Regions from separate parts of the Mus musculus genome. Here region 2 is linked to region 1. The links are chromatin contacts, called in public Hi-C maps. All regions are on one chromosome and are shown on one strand. Each heading gives the region's core, a stretch centred on a gene start, on an enhancer-like site or on the middle of the called end of the contact. The rest is flanking DNA. Distances are from core to core; before and after follow the strand shown. Region 1 holds the start of Gxylt1 (glucoside xylosyltransferase 1). Region 2 has its middle 19 kb from the start of Zcrb1.

Region 1 (3,565 bases), core at 539-3,038:
TCCAACTGACTCTACTACTCTCTCTAACTCCTGGAGGGGTTGAACTCGGCACCTGACAAGGCAAGTCCCTTATGGCTGGGATACAAACTCAGTCCTTGGTCTGTTGAACCTGGGTCTCATTATGCAGCCCAGGCTGGCCTGGAACTCCCAATGAAAACCAGACAGGTACTGAATTTTCCATCCTCCTACCTTACCTCCTGAATGCTGAGAATACAGGTGTAAGCCACCAAGCCTAGTTTGAAATAATCGTTTCAAATAGGATATACTAGTTGAAAGGAGATTTCTCTCAAACACTGTCCTTACCATTTAAAAATGTTTTCCTTCCAAGTTGGATTTTTTTTCCCCAAATACTTCTTATGTAATTCTGGGCAATTAATACTTTTGTTTTGTTTTGTTTTGTTTTGTTTTTTGAGACAGGGCTCCTCTGTAGAGCCCCGGATATCCTGGACATTGCTCTGCGGACCAGGCTGGCCTCGAACTCAGAGATCTGCCTATTTCTGCTTCCCGAGTGCTGAAATTAAAGACATGCACCACCACCGCCAGGCTTTTAAATGTGTAGCCCAGGCTGGCCTCGAACTCATGGTCCTCCTGCCTCCGCTCTCCTCGGCAAATCCTACTGGGGGTCTGGGGGTGTAGGTTGTAGGCAGTGGAACCTGAGAGCACACCTATACCCCACATTTCTCTGACTACAATCAAACCATAAACCAAGAGCTCACTATCTCCATGCTAGCTTCTCTTTTACCCGCTTCCCGCTGGAAAAGACCATCAACTCTCAGATGCTACATAGACAACAGCTCAAAGTGGATGTACTCTTTTTACAATTCCTGTCTTCCACTCTCCAATTAGTTGGTCTCAGAACTGCCCAAACACAGGAATCCACCAAGGAGGCAGTGCGAATTAAGTAAACTGCCCAAACAGTTTTCCATTTAAATTTCATGATTCTAACCGTGGCAGTGACTTATGCAAATCCACCAACTCATTATGCTGTGTTATAAATATTCATTTCTTTTTTTTTAAAGTGATTTCTTCATACCTTACTCCTCCCATAGATATAAGCATATTAAGTATCACTCATGTTTCTGAACTTCCTTTACGTTTCCAAAAAAACGAATATTTTCAAAATAAAAATTCACAGCTCGCTTTATGCCACATCCAGATTTCTTTAGCTACGGCTACTGATAAAAAGCTAAGATTTAGGCGGAAAATTTAGACACCTGGGAGGTGGAGGGCTCAACTAGGGCGCCAGCCTGATTCTCAAATTACTCAGCTTCGACTCCATGGAAACAGGAGGGAATCCCACTAGCCGCAGTGTAATTAGGATTTTGTGGGACACCACTTACTTCCAACGAACCTTTCAGAAAGTTGCAAAGCGATTCAATTTCTAACTGGTCTAACACTGAATCTGAAGCCAGCCAGCCAGTGCTCGGTGATGGAGCGGCGCGTCCGGCCCTCCCAGACCTCCACTCCCGGCAATGCGGCTCATACCTGCCCGTCCGGCCCGGGCCCGCGCTGCCCGCGCCTCTCCCCGTGCCGCGTCCACCGTCCGCCAGCCAGGAAACTACCGCGGCCTGCGGCCTGCGGCCCCCGGCAGCTCCTTCCTCCAAGGACACCGCGAGCTGGCTGAAGGCGTACAGCAGCGAGCAGAAGCCGCAGGCCAGGCACAGCCCTACGACCCGCAGGTAGCGCCGCATCCCGGCCCGCGCTGCCGCCACCGCCGCTGCCGCCGTCACCGCCGTCACCGCCGCCGCCGCCGCGCCCGCCCGGGCGAACTACGAAGAATCGCAACGCGCAGCCGCAGCGTGACCAGCCTGGTTCCCGCCCCTCCCCGCTCCGCCCCTCCGCCCGAATCCCCGCCAGGTCCCACTCGGTCCCATGCCGCCCAAGCCCAGCACCCCACACGACACGCCCCTAGCCCTGCCATGCCCCGCCCCGCTCACAGCCCCTCCCACATCCGGCGCAGGCCCCGCCTCTGTTTCAAACCACAGCCCCTGCCTGGTATTGTCCCGCCTCCGGGCCACGCCCCAACGCCCGGCCAAGGCTCCGCCTCCGCAGCGCACCCGGAAGCGGAGCTGAGCGCTGGCGCTCTCCCGGCCTTCACGCCGAGCCTTGAGATGGATGCTGGTTCCTCTTTACAGATTGCCCGGCTCTGAGCTGTGGACAAGTGTAGCGAAAGAAGCAGGGCTGTAGGCCCTTGCCCTAAATCTGCGATTTTTCTTTGCGCAGTTTGTGGCGCTGGGCAACTTGAATTCTCAGGCATCGCTGCGTTGACTAAAAAGAAACCGTGGTTACCGCACTTGCTAACTCTTCCTCGACCCATCCTGCTCCTCACGGACCTCAGCGTCGGGTCTAAAACATCTGTGCTTCGTGGGATGTCGTAAGGCGGCGGTAGTGCAATGGTGCTTTGCTTGCCCATCCACACAAGGCTGGGAAGGCAGCCTTATTAGACGTTGCTGACAAATCATTTGCATACCCAAAGCAAAACTGGTCCTCTCCAAACCCGGCCTCCCTTCCTTCCCGCCACACTCCACGCCTTGAGCTGGGTCACGCTGAAGCCTCGTAGGGACCTAGGGACGGGGAGGAAGGCAGATATTGAGAATGTGCAGCTCGGGGACTTTGGTACGGGAGACCTGTGGACGATTTAACAAAGCTTAAACTCTATGATTATTCTTAGTCCCTTAATAGGCTTTCGTTGACCAATCGTGTCATACCCAACATACTTTTGGCTCAAAACCTTTAAAGCAACCTCATCGAATCAATGGTTTCCACCATTCTGAAAGCTTAAAATGTCATTAGATGAGATCTGACACCTGTCAGTTTTTCCTGTTTGCTATAATCAATCTGATGGTCCAACCGGTATCTGGAAACTGCCTTAACTTCTGACTTTATTCTGTATTGGAACGTGTTATTCCACCCAACCCGAATCCATGTTCCCAGGCAATACACACGCCATTCACATCTGGTGCAAAAGCTCTTATTCCCTTTTGAAGAAGGCTGTTGTACAAAGACAGGATAGCCACCGGGTGTGGACACGCCCCAAAGTGAGTCGCTTGTACCTTCCAGTTAGTATAGCAGAGTATTCCTGAGCGAGGGTGGCCCTCTTAAGAGAAGGAATTCTAGACTGAGCGAGCAATGAAAGCGGCTCTCGTATTCAGGAGACTGAGAAGCGCGATGCCAGGATGAGTCCGCAAGAAAGGACTCGGGGAGTGGTTAAGACTGCAGAGAGGGATAGCAGTTACTCTTGGAAACTCTTGGAAGTTTGAACTTGATCTGCTTGAAGGTTTTTAAGGAAGGAAGGAAGATGATCACATTTGCATGTTAGAGAGCGAGTCTGGTTGGAGTGAAGGCTGGGACAGAGATGAGAGATTGGAGTAAGCGAATCCAGAGCCAAAACTGAGACTTAAACACTTAAAAATCCACTTAAAATGCACACAAGATATACTTGAACACACTTAACCTGCACATGCACCTAAATACATGTAAACAATTAAATGCTTTAGATGCACGCTTAAAACACATATTTTTAAAATGCACTTGAAACAAAAACATTTAAAATACAAGTAAAATG
Region 2 (3,565 bases), core at 784-3,283, 100 kb after region 1:
CAAATGTAATCTACGATAATGTAAGTACATAAACCAATAAAGTGCTAATTAATATCAGAATTTGCTGTCATGAATATGTGCGCACATCCCAATAGAAATCCTTGTGGGTTGGTTGTTGCCTGCCTTCAAAGGCACTGGGCTGATTCTATGAGGGATATTGTTTTGCCAGGCTGAAATTAACTGAGTAATACTGGTTATATTATGAGATATGGTTTCCCACCTCCCAAAGTCTCTAGGCTCCATGGCAGAGACAGTGCAAAACAGAAGGGGCCTACATACATACAGTAATAGTACAGCCCTCAAAGCCACTCAGAGATACCCAAAAGATAAATGGCCAAGGTTCGAAAGGGCCTTACTAAACACGAGAGAGACTTGAGACTATTCAGCTTACGGTTATAAAGAGTCACCAACAGTTTCTCCAAAACCTAGACAACGAAGCCTTCCAGCTCCAGGGATCCCCATGGTTGGGCTTTCTAGTTACCAGTGAAAGGGGAGAATGGGAGACCAAACCTTTTAGGTCCAGACTCCATCCTAGACCTAAGGTTGAACTTGAGTTAACTAACAAACTGGCACCTAGCACCAGTTTCCAGGTTATTCCCCAACAAATCTGCACCTCCAAGTTACAAGCCCGCCCCTGTCACTTCACTTCCTAACAACCACCAATCAGGAGGAGAACAGAAGTTACGTTTATGGTCTGGTTCCCAGCACCAGCCAATTATGCTTAAGGCCGTAATGTTTCCCCAATCAGATGTGTGCCAGTCTAGATACCCTCTTCTTGCCTCTGTAAATGCTTACCTGAAACTGAGGGCCTCCTCCCATTCTCCTGCATCAGGGACGGTGGTGTGGCCCAAGCTCGAGCTTGAATAAAGAGACCCTAGTGCGATTGCATCGTAATTGGCTCCTTGGTGGTCTTTAGGGGGGAGGGGCTCATAAACTTTCCTGGAACAACAAGGAGAACTGACCCTTTGACTTCAATTTGCGCCCTGTGGCATGTCGCATGCACTCTCATCCACATAATATACATATTTGCACGCAAATATTTTAAAAGATTTATTTATTTATTTATTTATTTATTTATTTATTTATGTGAGTACACTGTAGCTGTACAGATGGCTGTGAGCCTTCATGTGGTCGTTGGGAATTGAATTTTTGTTTTGTTTTTGTTTTTGTTTTTCGAGACAGGGTTTCTCTGTGTAGCCCTGACTGTCTTGGAACTCACTCTGCAGACCAGGCTGGCCTTAGGAATTGAATTTTTTTAGGACCTCTGCTCGATACACTCACTCTGGTCAACTTCGCTTGCTCAGTTCCTGCTTGCTCCAGCCCAGAGATTTATTATTGTACATAAGTACACTGTAGCTGATTTCAGACACACCAGAAGAGGGCGTCAGATCCCATTACAGTTGATTGTGAGCCACCATGTGGTTGCTGGGAATTGAACTCAGGACCTCTGGAAGAGCAGCCAGTGCTCTTATCCGCTGATAATGGGATCTGATGCCCTCTTCTGGTGTGTCTGAAGACAGCTACAATGTGCTCATATACATAAAATAAATAAATAAAGATAAAAAAAAAAACAAAACCCAATGGCACAGGATCCTCCTTATGCTGTTAGTATATCAGTGGCCATCTGGTTTTGTATGATGGCATCCTTCATCATTTTAACTTCGGAATTTTAAAAAATGAGATCCTAGAGCCGGGCAGTGGTGGCACACACCTTTAATCCCAGCACCAAAAACAAACAAACAAACAAACAAACAGAAAGAAAGAAAGAAAAGAAAATGCCTTTTTTATTGTTGTTGGTTAAAGGGAACTTTTAAATTACTTAATGGTTCAAAAGTATATATAGTCTTGTCTGTGAGAGACTCCTGAGGCAACAATGCTTCTAAGGGATGAGCCCCAAAAGATGTCAGCTGTCAGCTCTCTCTCTCTCTCTCTCTCTCTCTCTCTCTCTCTCTCTCTCTCTCTCTCTCTCTCTCTCTCTCTCTCATGTATACAGCATTCTTCCTGCATGTACACATGTAGGCCAGAAGAGGGCGCCAGATCTCATTATAGATGGCTGTGTGAGCGGCCATGTGATTGCAAGGAATTGAACTCAGCACCTCTGGAAGAGCAGACAATGCTCTTAACTTCTGAGCCATCTCCCCAGCCCTAGTCTGGGTTCTCTTATCTCATGGGGACCCCAACTCAGATAACACTGGACCGTGGCTTTGATGCAGAAAAGAATTCCAGGACCAGCCAGTATGGAGCAGAGTTGAGAGTGTGTTTTGTTTTGGTTTTGGTTTTGGTTTTGGTTTTTGGTTTTTGGTTTTTGGCTTTTGGTTTTTCAAGACAGGGTTTCTCTGTATATCCCTAGCTGTCCTGGAGCTCACTTTGTAGACCAGGCTGGCCTCGTACTCAGAAATCTGCCTGCCTCTGCCTCTAGAGTGCTGGGATTAAAGGCGTGCGCCACCATGCCCATCGAGAGTGTTGTTTTTGTTTTGTTTGTTTGCTTGGGTGTTTTTGTTGTTCTTGTTGTTTGCTTGTTTTTAAAATCCAATAATATACTGAGCTCTCACTGTGTAGTCCTGGTTGACCTGGAACGCACAGTGTAGACCAGTCTGGGATTTAACTCACAGAGATTAACTCTCAAATGTGTACCTCCATTCCCCAGTTACTAAAAAGTATTTTCTATCAGCTTTAAGCATGAGAGTTAACAGTAAGAGAGGCACTCAGAAAGTAAGGTCCGTCCTAGAGTCTGACTGTATGCTTCCGGAAGAAGAATCACACAGGGATAAACTATTAAAACTATTAACACTTTAAGAGTTAATTCAAGTCCGCATTAGCAGCAACCTCCTCCCCCAAGTGTCTTATTCTGAAGAGAAATTCGCCCTCGGGGAAATTCGTCTGCTCAGGCTGCTCCCCATTCATCGGACACATGCAGTAGACAGACCCGTAAGACCAGGTGACATATTGGACACACACAGTAGACAGACCTGTAAGACCCAGTGACATAAATGACTGCTTCAGTCCCCATCGCTGGAGTCAAAGAAGTTTTCTTTCCAGATATAAATGGTTTCCTTGGAGTTGCCTTGAGTCCCAGAGCTCAGGTCCCACGTACAGAGTTAACATCTGATCATATCCATTATCTTGTGTCCGTATGAGGACTCTTGACTGTTGACTGTGGTGGTCCCATAAATAATTTAAATGCAGAATTATGCTCTCTCTATGTCTACGTATTGCTGAACACACACACACACACACACACACACACACACACACACACGTCTTAGGGTTTCTACTGCAGTGAAGAGACACCATGACGATGGCAACTCTCCTAAAGGAAGACGTTTAACTGGGTCTGGCTTACAGTTCCAGAGGTTTAGTCCATTATCATCATGGCGGGAAGTATGGTGACACACAGGCAGATATATGGTGCTGGAGAAGGAGCTGAGACTTCTACACCTTGATCTACAAGCAGCAGAAGGAGACTGTGAACCACACTGGATGTAGCTTGAGCATAGGAGACACACTTCTTCCAACAAGGCCACACCTCTTAAGAGAGCCACTCCCTATGGGTAGGTAAAGCATT

What was found. Hi-C and Micro-C count contacts between places; a contact is called where the count stands out from the background.
Region 2: a Hi-C map of the Ba/F3 cell line shows a contact between it and region 1, with 1.8 times the contacts expected there. The contact joins the enhancer-like site here to the promoter of Gxylt1 in region 1. A contact is called at or near these places in 5 of 39 promoter capture datasets (the 3T3-L1 cell line, the C10 cell line, hematopoietic stem and progenitor cells and 2 more), 11 of 484 Hi-C or Micro-C datasets (the Ba/F3 cell line, the G1E-ER4 cell line, bone marrow-derived macrophages and 6 more), 2 of 115 datasets of contacts at active chromatin or transcription factors (bone marrow-derived macrophages and craniofacial prominence) and 3 of 9 other capture datasets (adipose tissue, liver and pancreatic islet).

The regions. Positions count from the first base shown.
Region 1 is chr15:93,273,391-93,276,955 of GRCm38.p6, forward strand. It overlaps Gxylt1 (glucoside xylosyltransferase 1), which reads right to left and starts at 1,789. Exons shown (of 7, transcript NM_001357006.1): 1 at 1,486-1,789. The coding sequence starts at 1,691.
Region 2 is chr15:93,377,373-93,380,937 of GRCm38.p6, forward strand. No RefSeq gene overlaps it. Among named protein-coding and RNA genes, the nearest start is that of Zcrb1, 19 kb to the right of the region's middle. Within about 2 kb of position 2,034, at least 8 of the 459 cell types and tissues checked have an H3K27ac peak or open chromatin away from gene starts, as enhancers often do. A contact at or near this core is called in the Ba/F3 cell line, where this site is marked.